Linked DNA regions of Mus musculus: region 2 is linked to region 1. A link is a contact called in public HiChIP or PLAC-seq data. All regions are on one chromosome and are shown on one strand. The core of a region is the stretch at or near the end of the contact, and the rest is flanking DNA. Distances in the headings are between cores, read along the strand shown. Region 1 overlaps Megf11 (multiple EGF-like-domains 11). Region 2 overlaps Slc24a1 (solute carrier family 24 (sodium/potassium/calcium exchanger), member 1).

Region 1 (2,825 bases), core at 140-2,639:
AGTCAACAAAATGAGCCCACTCTGAGTCCTGTTCTGGGCACCCTCTATCTTTCCTGGCCTGGGCTTTGGGGAGGAACCTGTTGTTCCTTGTCTATGAAACCCAGCCTCATCTCTGACAGGCCCTCTGAGGCTACAGCTAAAGCCTGGTGTTAGGGTAGAATCCAATTGCTGCAGCAGGGACAATAAAAAAAATGCCAATTTATTTTATCTCAGCTACTTGGAGTTGAAGGTCTTTTTATTTTCCCCAATTGAAAATGCAAATTTATGCAAATCACATGAAAATCAGACTCTTCCCTGGATGAATAGAAAGGAGACCAAAGCTGTAGGTAGTGCCCAGGGCCTGGCATGGTGCTGGTATCTATCGGGTGTGCTGTGAATGGTGAGTAGGTGAACAGGATCACCAGAATGGTGCCCTAGGCTTCAGAGTGGGCTCAGTTGTGGGGTCATCTGGATGCCCCCCTGGGGGACTTGGTGGTCAGAATCAGTGACAGTCAGACATTCTGAAAGGAGCGAACTCAGAGTTACTCAGAACACTTCCTCCCTACTGTGATCTTTACTTCCTTCTAGAGACTTCTGTCCGTCTGGTTACCAACATGCTGGACAAGGGTCTTGGGATCCCCTGACCCTTATATTCTCTTCCTGGGTCACAGAGGGCTCAGTTTTGCTCTCTCCTGTCCCTATAGACCATCTTTGTCTTTTAGAGCCCTTTACAAAAGCTGTGCTTAGCGTCTACCCTAAATCTTTCTTGCTGCTAGAGTCCATATCACTGTGTTACACCCTCAGTCGACACATGTGACAGAGGCCTGTGACTATAGGCTAGTGTCTCCCAGAGAGCTTAAGACCCCTGGAGACTCATGTTTCTAGGAACCTGTGGGGCTTCAGCGACTTTGAGAGCAGCTAAGTGAAAAACTACTTAGCCTGGCAAGTCATGGGACGTCTCCTTCTTCCAGACTCCTTGGAGTGATAAAGCCCTGTTAAGCACCTACTAAGTGGTGGTGCTATCCATGTATGTGCCCTTTGACCCTCTCGACAGCCCTGTGAGGAGGAGCCAGTTCCCGCCTTTCCACATGGACACCAGGGCTCAGAGACTTGAGGCTTTTGTCTAAGATCACTCCGCAACTGCAGCTGGATTGGAATCACTGTTCGCCTGGCATAGGAGGCCTCAGTTCCTGCTACCCCTCCCCTCTTCCTTAGACTGGTGCAGTAGAGCGGGGAGGGGGAAGGGCTTTGGGTATGGGGCTACTGCTTACTCTGTCAGCTTCAGCCCCAGCCTTCCTGGGCTTCAGCTCTGCACAGTAGGACCTGGGTCCCGATGCTGTCAACCACACAGGGCGCTGTTCATGTTAGGGGATAGCTGCTGGGCACCTCCCTGTTCATATTGTGCCTGCCCTCAGCCTCCAGTCCCCACCCACATCGGCCATCCTTCTGCCCTCAGCCACCTCCCCATCCCAGCACACAGAGGGATTTTGAAACACGGGTGCTCTTGTTTCTTGCCTGCACTGCTCCAGGACTCAGTTTAATGCTCTGCACCCCACGGAAGGCAAGTGGGGCTCTCCCTGGGAGAACAGGGCAGCAATTAGGTTAAATAATTAAAATAACTTTTAATTTTTAAATAATTCTAATTTGCATTTGTGCAATTCACCCTCTCCCCTCCCCCCCCTCTGGCTTCCCCGGGTCCTTTGCTTATTTAGTTAAAGCTCCTGTTTTCCTTCCCCTGCTGGATAACCCATTTGCTCGGAATGGCTGTGGGCCAGCTCCACCCACAATAGCCACAGACTGTAGGGCAAATCTGCTGACTGGAGACAAGTGAAAGGCAGCCTCCTTGCAGAAGGAAGTTAAAGGAAATGTGTGAGTCCTGTCTGATTGCCCATAAGGGTGTCCACCGGCGGCTTGTTGGAGCTGGGAGAAGCCTGAGGTGGATGCCTGCTCTCTGGGTGCACGAAGACCTGCGGGGCTGTGGGGTGGAAGGAAGAGTAGAGCCTGCAACTGTGTCTGACAGGCCAGCTCTGCTCCCAGGGAAGGACCTGGGAGCATCCATTTTTCTTCAGGCCCCTTGGCTCTTTCAGCACAGGTGTGAGGGAGGCGCCAATGAGGGTGCCTCTGGGATCTTCACTTTGTGGATGTGGAGCCCAGGTGAAGAGATGCGGAGCTCCCAGAAATCTTGCCTGGGTCCAGATGCTGAACCATGGTGTGTGTGTGTGTGTGTGTGTGTGTGTGTGTGTGTGTGTGTGTGTGTGTGTGAGAGAGAGAGAGAGAGAGAGAGAGAGCATGGACTTGCCTATGTGTATCCTGTATGTGAGGGGATACCCTGGCCCTAGAGGGCTGACTGGTCATGGAGATAAGGAGAGTAGAAAGGAAGCCAGGACTGCTGTGGACAAAGGCTTGGGCAGCCCTGTCTCTAGATTCCAATCGCTCTTGAGAAATGTATATTTTCCCACGGCAAAGTTCTTTGTAACCTCTGTGTTGGAATGGTCCCAAAGCAATATGTTTTAGGATTTGGAATTGGAAGGGAAGAAAACCAAACATTTATTAACTGCTTTCTATGTTCTGTTGCTTTCATTATAGTTCATCTTATCTCGTCCTCCCGTGCACCTCGTGAACTAGCTAGTAATTAATGCAACCGCTTGGCAAGGGAACAGGCTCAGAGAGGTTAAGCAACTCAACTCAGGGTTCACAGCTAATGGGAGCCAGAGCTGGGATTAAAATGTAGATGGACCGAAGGTGGGGATGTAGCTCAGTCTGTAGAGTGCTTGCCCAACATGCACATAAGTGCTGGGTTCCATCCGCAGCACTGCAGAAACCAGGAGTGATGGTCAAGGCCTGTA
Region 2 (3,157 bases), core at 468-2,967, 480 kb after region 1:
TGCAGAGAGAAGCCTCAGTCATAATGACAGTCACCTCTGAGGGTCTACGCTGCCCGGCTCACATTCCTGATCATGTTCATTATTTGATTGGTATGGTAAGAGGGACGGTAACTTCTGGCATAGTCCTCTCCTCTATGTCCATCTTGAGCATCAGTGGCTGAATCAGACAGACACAGGGCAGGATATGATTCGATCTTCTAACATCACACTGATTACCAAGAACACAAAGTAAAGAAGGAACATCGTGAAGCCCAGGATCTTGTTCATTCTCCATTTACACGATGCAATTGAGAAGATCACAAACAGGAGCATGAGAAACAGCAAGACGATTGCACAGAACAGGCCGTTGCTGCTGACAGGAACAGGCTGCAGCGCATTGATGAGGGAGAAGAGGAGCCACGGAACAGGCAAGCTGCAAAAGAAAAATAGTACGAACGGTGGCCATGTTTGTAATGCCCCTGGGTGCTTGATTAGAGTGATTAGTAATGCCCCTGGGTGCTTGATTAGGGTGATTGGTGTCTTAAGGTTTTCAGAGCTCTTGTTTTCACACTCAGGATGAAACAGAAAGCATTAATCTCAAATCACTGATGAGGAAACGCAGGTTAGAGAGACACAAGTTCTTGGCAGAGAGCTCAAAGCCTGTCACAGAGAGCCTGGGATAAGACAAGGGCTCTGAGCTGGGCATGCTAGCATAGCACTAGGCACTGAGGCAGAGCATCCTCAGTGGGAGTCTAGTCTGAGCCAGGAAGACTGAGTCCCCCAAAAATCAATGAAAAAGGTGGCCTGAGTCTGATACCCCCACTTCCATCCCCACCCCCATCTCCACCCACAAATGCTTATCGACATGCATAGGACTAACCCTAGTCAATGTGGAACTAGTTTCTCAGTTTTTATGATTAAGTCCTATCTCAGGATAAATTTTCTTTAGTGATCAAATCTTTCTGATACCTACACACACACACACACACACACACACACACACACACACGTTCCAAGCAAAATAACCAAATATAAGACATGACCAGGTAGGGCTGGGGAGATGGCTCAGCAGGTAAGAACACTGACTGTTCTTCTGAAGGTCCTGAGTTCAAATCCCACCAACCACATGGTGGCTCACAACCATCATTAATGAGATCTGATGCCCTCTTCTGGTGTGTCTGAAGTCAACTACAGTGTTCTTATGTATAATAAATAAATAAATAAATAATAATAATAATAAATAAATCTTTGGGTCAGAGCAAGTAGAGACTGAGCAAGCGAGGCCCACCGGAGCAAGCGGAGGTCCTAAAAATTCAATTCCTACAACCACATGAAGGCTCACAACCATCTGTACAGCTACAGTGTACTCACATACATAAAATAACTAAATAAATCCTTTTAAAAGGAGAAGGAGGAAGAGGAAGTGGGGAGGGAATGTTTAATCCCAAACCAGGCTCCTTATCCCACCCTTGATCATTCTGTTTTTGTTTTTGTTTAAAAAAAAAAAAAAGACAAGGTAATGAAACTGGCCCAGGTACTCAGGCGGCCTGCAAGACTACGGGCAGGGGGGGAGTGGTTAAACAGGAGGGTGGACTAGTTCTTGTTTCTATAAAAGTTCTTGTTCCTCTGAGCTAGCAGGAGCCCACATACAAAGGAAAAGGAGTGACGTGACCCTTCCAGTCCCTGCTCTACCCTTGACAGGCAGCACTCTCTTGTATTGGGAAATAGAATGAATGAATGGACCTCACATCCTGTCAGCTAATTTAAGGCTGTGGTGAATGGAGGGAGGATGCTTCATTGCCTCATAAGGACTAACCTTACAAATGCCCTTTCGTTGCATCTATAATGAGTAAAGAAGAAAGCCAGCCAACTAAGCGAATGCAGTTTCTAGTTATTCTGAATATGCCTTAGGAAGCAACACTACCACTCACCCCACTGTGATGTCAAATATGTTACTGCCCACTGAGCTTGACACAGCCATGTCTCCCAGGCCTTTCCGGGCAACGATCACACTGGTGATGAGGTCAGGAATTGAAGTGCCTGCTGCTAAGATTGTCAAACCCATAATCTCTTCAGAAATCCCAATGGTTTCGCCAACCTGGTAAAACAGCAACAGTCATGAGAAACCATGGCAACCCCAGGTGGAAACCATGACAACCCCAGGTGGAAAACCAGAGTTCCCAGCACCAGTGACACACTACTTTATAATCAAAGCACTAAGGCTCAGAACATGCCCTCTACAGGAGAGGAATGGGGATGGGTTGAGAGATAAAGAGCCAGGCCCCTGCCCTAGGCTGCAGGGAACCACACAGCTCTTCACTGTGGGCACTAAAAGTCTAATGATACCAGGTGTGTCCTTCCGACTGTAACAACTCCACATGCCCAAAGAACTGCCCCCTCCCCCACAATAGTCTGCTCTGTCAACATTTCTTTCCTGGACATGTGAGCTCTGCTGTGCACTGGCAGCTAAGCCAGGCTGCAAATAGAAGTTCAGACAGTACTATCCATATGCTTAGCCTAGAGAAAAGCCAGAAGTTATGATTGTGTGCCAAGTTCTGTTCTGGGCAGAACACGAAATCTCGTGGTCCTCAGGCAGAGGAAGACAGGCATGATGCCAGCGAGCTGACTCAGCGAGGAAAGGGATTTCACCAGCCTGAGTATCAGGCCAGCCTGGTCCACTGGAATCCAGATGTGAATCCAGATGTGAAGGGTCTCCTGTGCCTTGATATAGTTGAATACCAGTTAGGGCAGGAAAGCCATGCTTGGAAAGCATTTGATGGCATGAAAGCCTCCTTTTAAAAAGCCTTTACAAACAGCGTGGGAACCACAGGCACACTGGATGTTGATAGTTCTGGATCCTGGAGACGCATCTCAGATGGCCAACACTAGGACCTGCAGTGGAAGACTGCTCTACTGCCCACTCACCTGGTGAGCCCACCATACCATGAGGTATGAGAACATGGCTATCCAGATGATGGATCCCAGGAAGGTGATGACAAAAAACTTCCTGGACTCCTGTAGGGGTTGCAAAGGGAAGAAAAATAAGTTGCAGAGGCTACTGGCCTTTGGCCCCTCTCTGAAGGAACCCCAAAATGTGACGAGGTCTAATGGATGAGTGATCTTGAGGAAGATAACAAGCAATGTGCACGGAGCTGTGGCCCTGTCCCCAGAGAGTCCC

What was found. HiChIP or PLAC-seq counts read pairs in DNA pulled down with a chosen protein or histone mark.
Region 2: a contact with region 1 is called in an H3K4me3 HiChIP or PLAC-seq map of bone marrow-derived macrophages, with 6 times the contacts expected there. The contact joins two enhancer-like sites. A contact is called at or near these places in 1 of 15 datasets of contacts at CTCF or cohesin (large pre-B cells) and 3 of 115 datasets of contacts at active chromatin or transcription factors (the NIH/3T3 cell line, bone marrow-derived macrophages and embryonic stem cells).

What each region holds. Positions count from the first base shown.
Region 1 is chr9:64,445,937-64,448,761 of GRCm38.p6, forward strand. The region is part of intron 1 of Megf11 (multiple EGF-like-domains 11); the gene reads left to right. Among named protein-coding and RNA genes, the nearest start is that of Megf11, 62 kb to the left of the region's middle. Within about 2 kb of position 1,390, at least 40 of the 459 cell types and tissues checked have an H3K27ac peak or open chromatin away from gene starts, as enhancers often do. A contact at or near this core is called in bone marrow-derived macrophages, where this site is marked.
Region 2 is chr9:64,924,259-64,927,415 of GRCm38.p6, forward strand. It overlaps Slc24a1 (solute carrier family 24 (sodium/potassium/calcium exchanger), member 1), which reads right to left. Exons shown (of 10, transcript NM_144813.2): 8 at 2,905-2,994; 9 at 1,911-2,077; 10 at 1-412. The coding sequence ends at 163. Among named protein-coding and RNA genes, the nearest start is that of Gm39361, 7.2 kb to the right of the region's middle. Within about 2 kb of position 1,718, at least 76 of the 459 cell types and tissues checked have an H3K27ac peak or open chromatin away from gene starts, as enhancers often do. A contact at or near this core is called in bone marrow-derived macrophages, where this site is marked.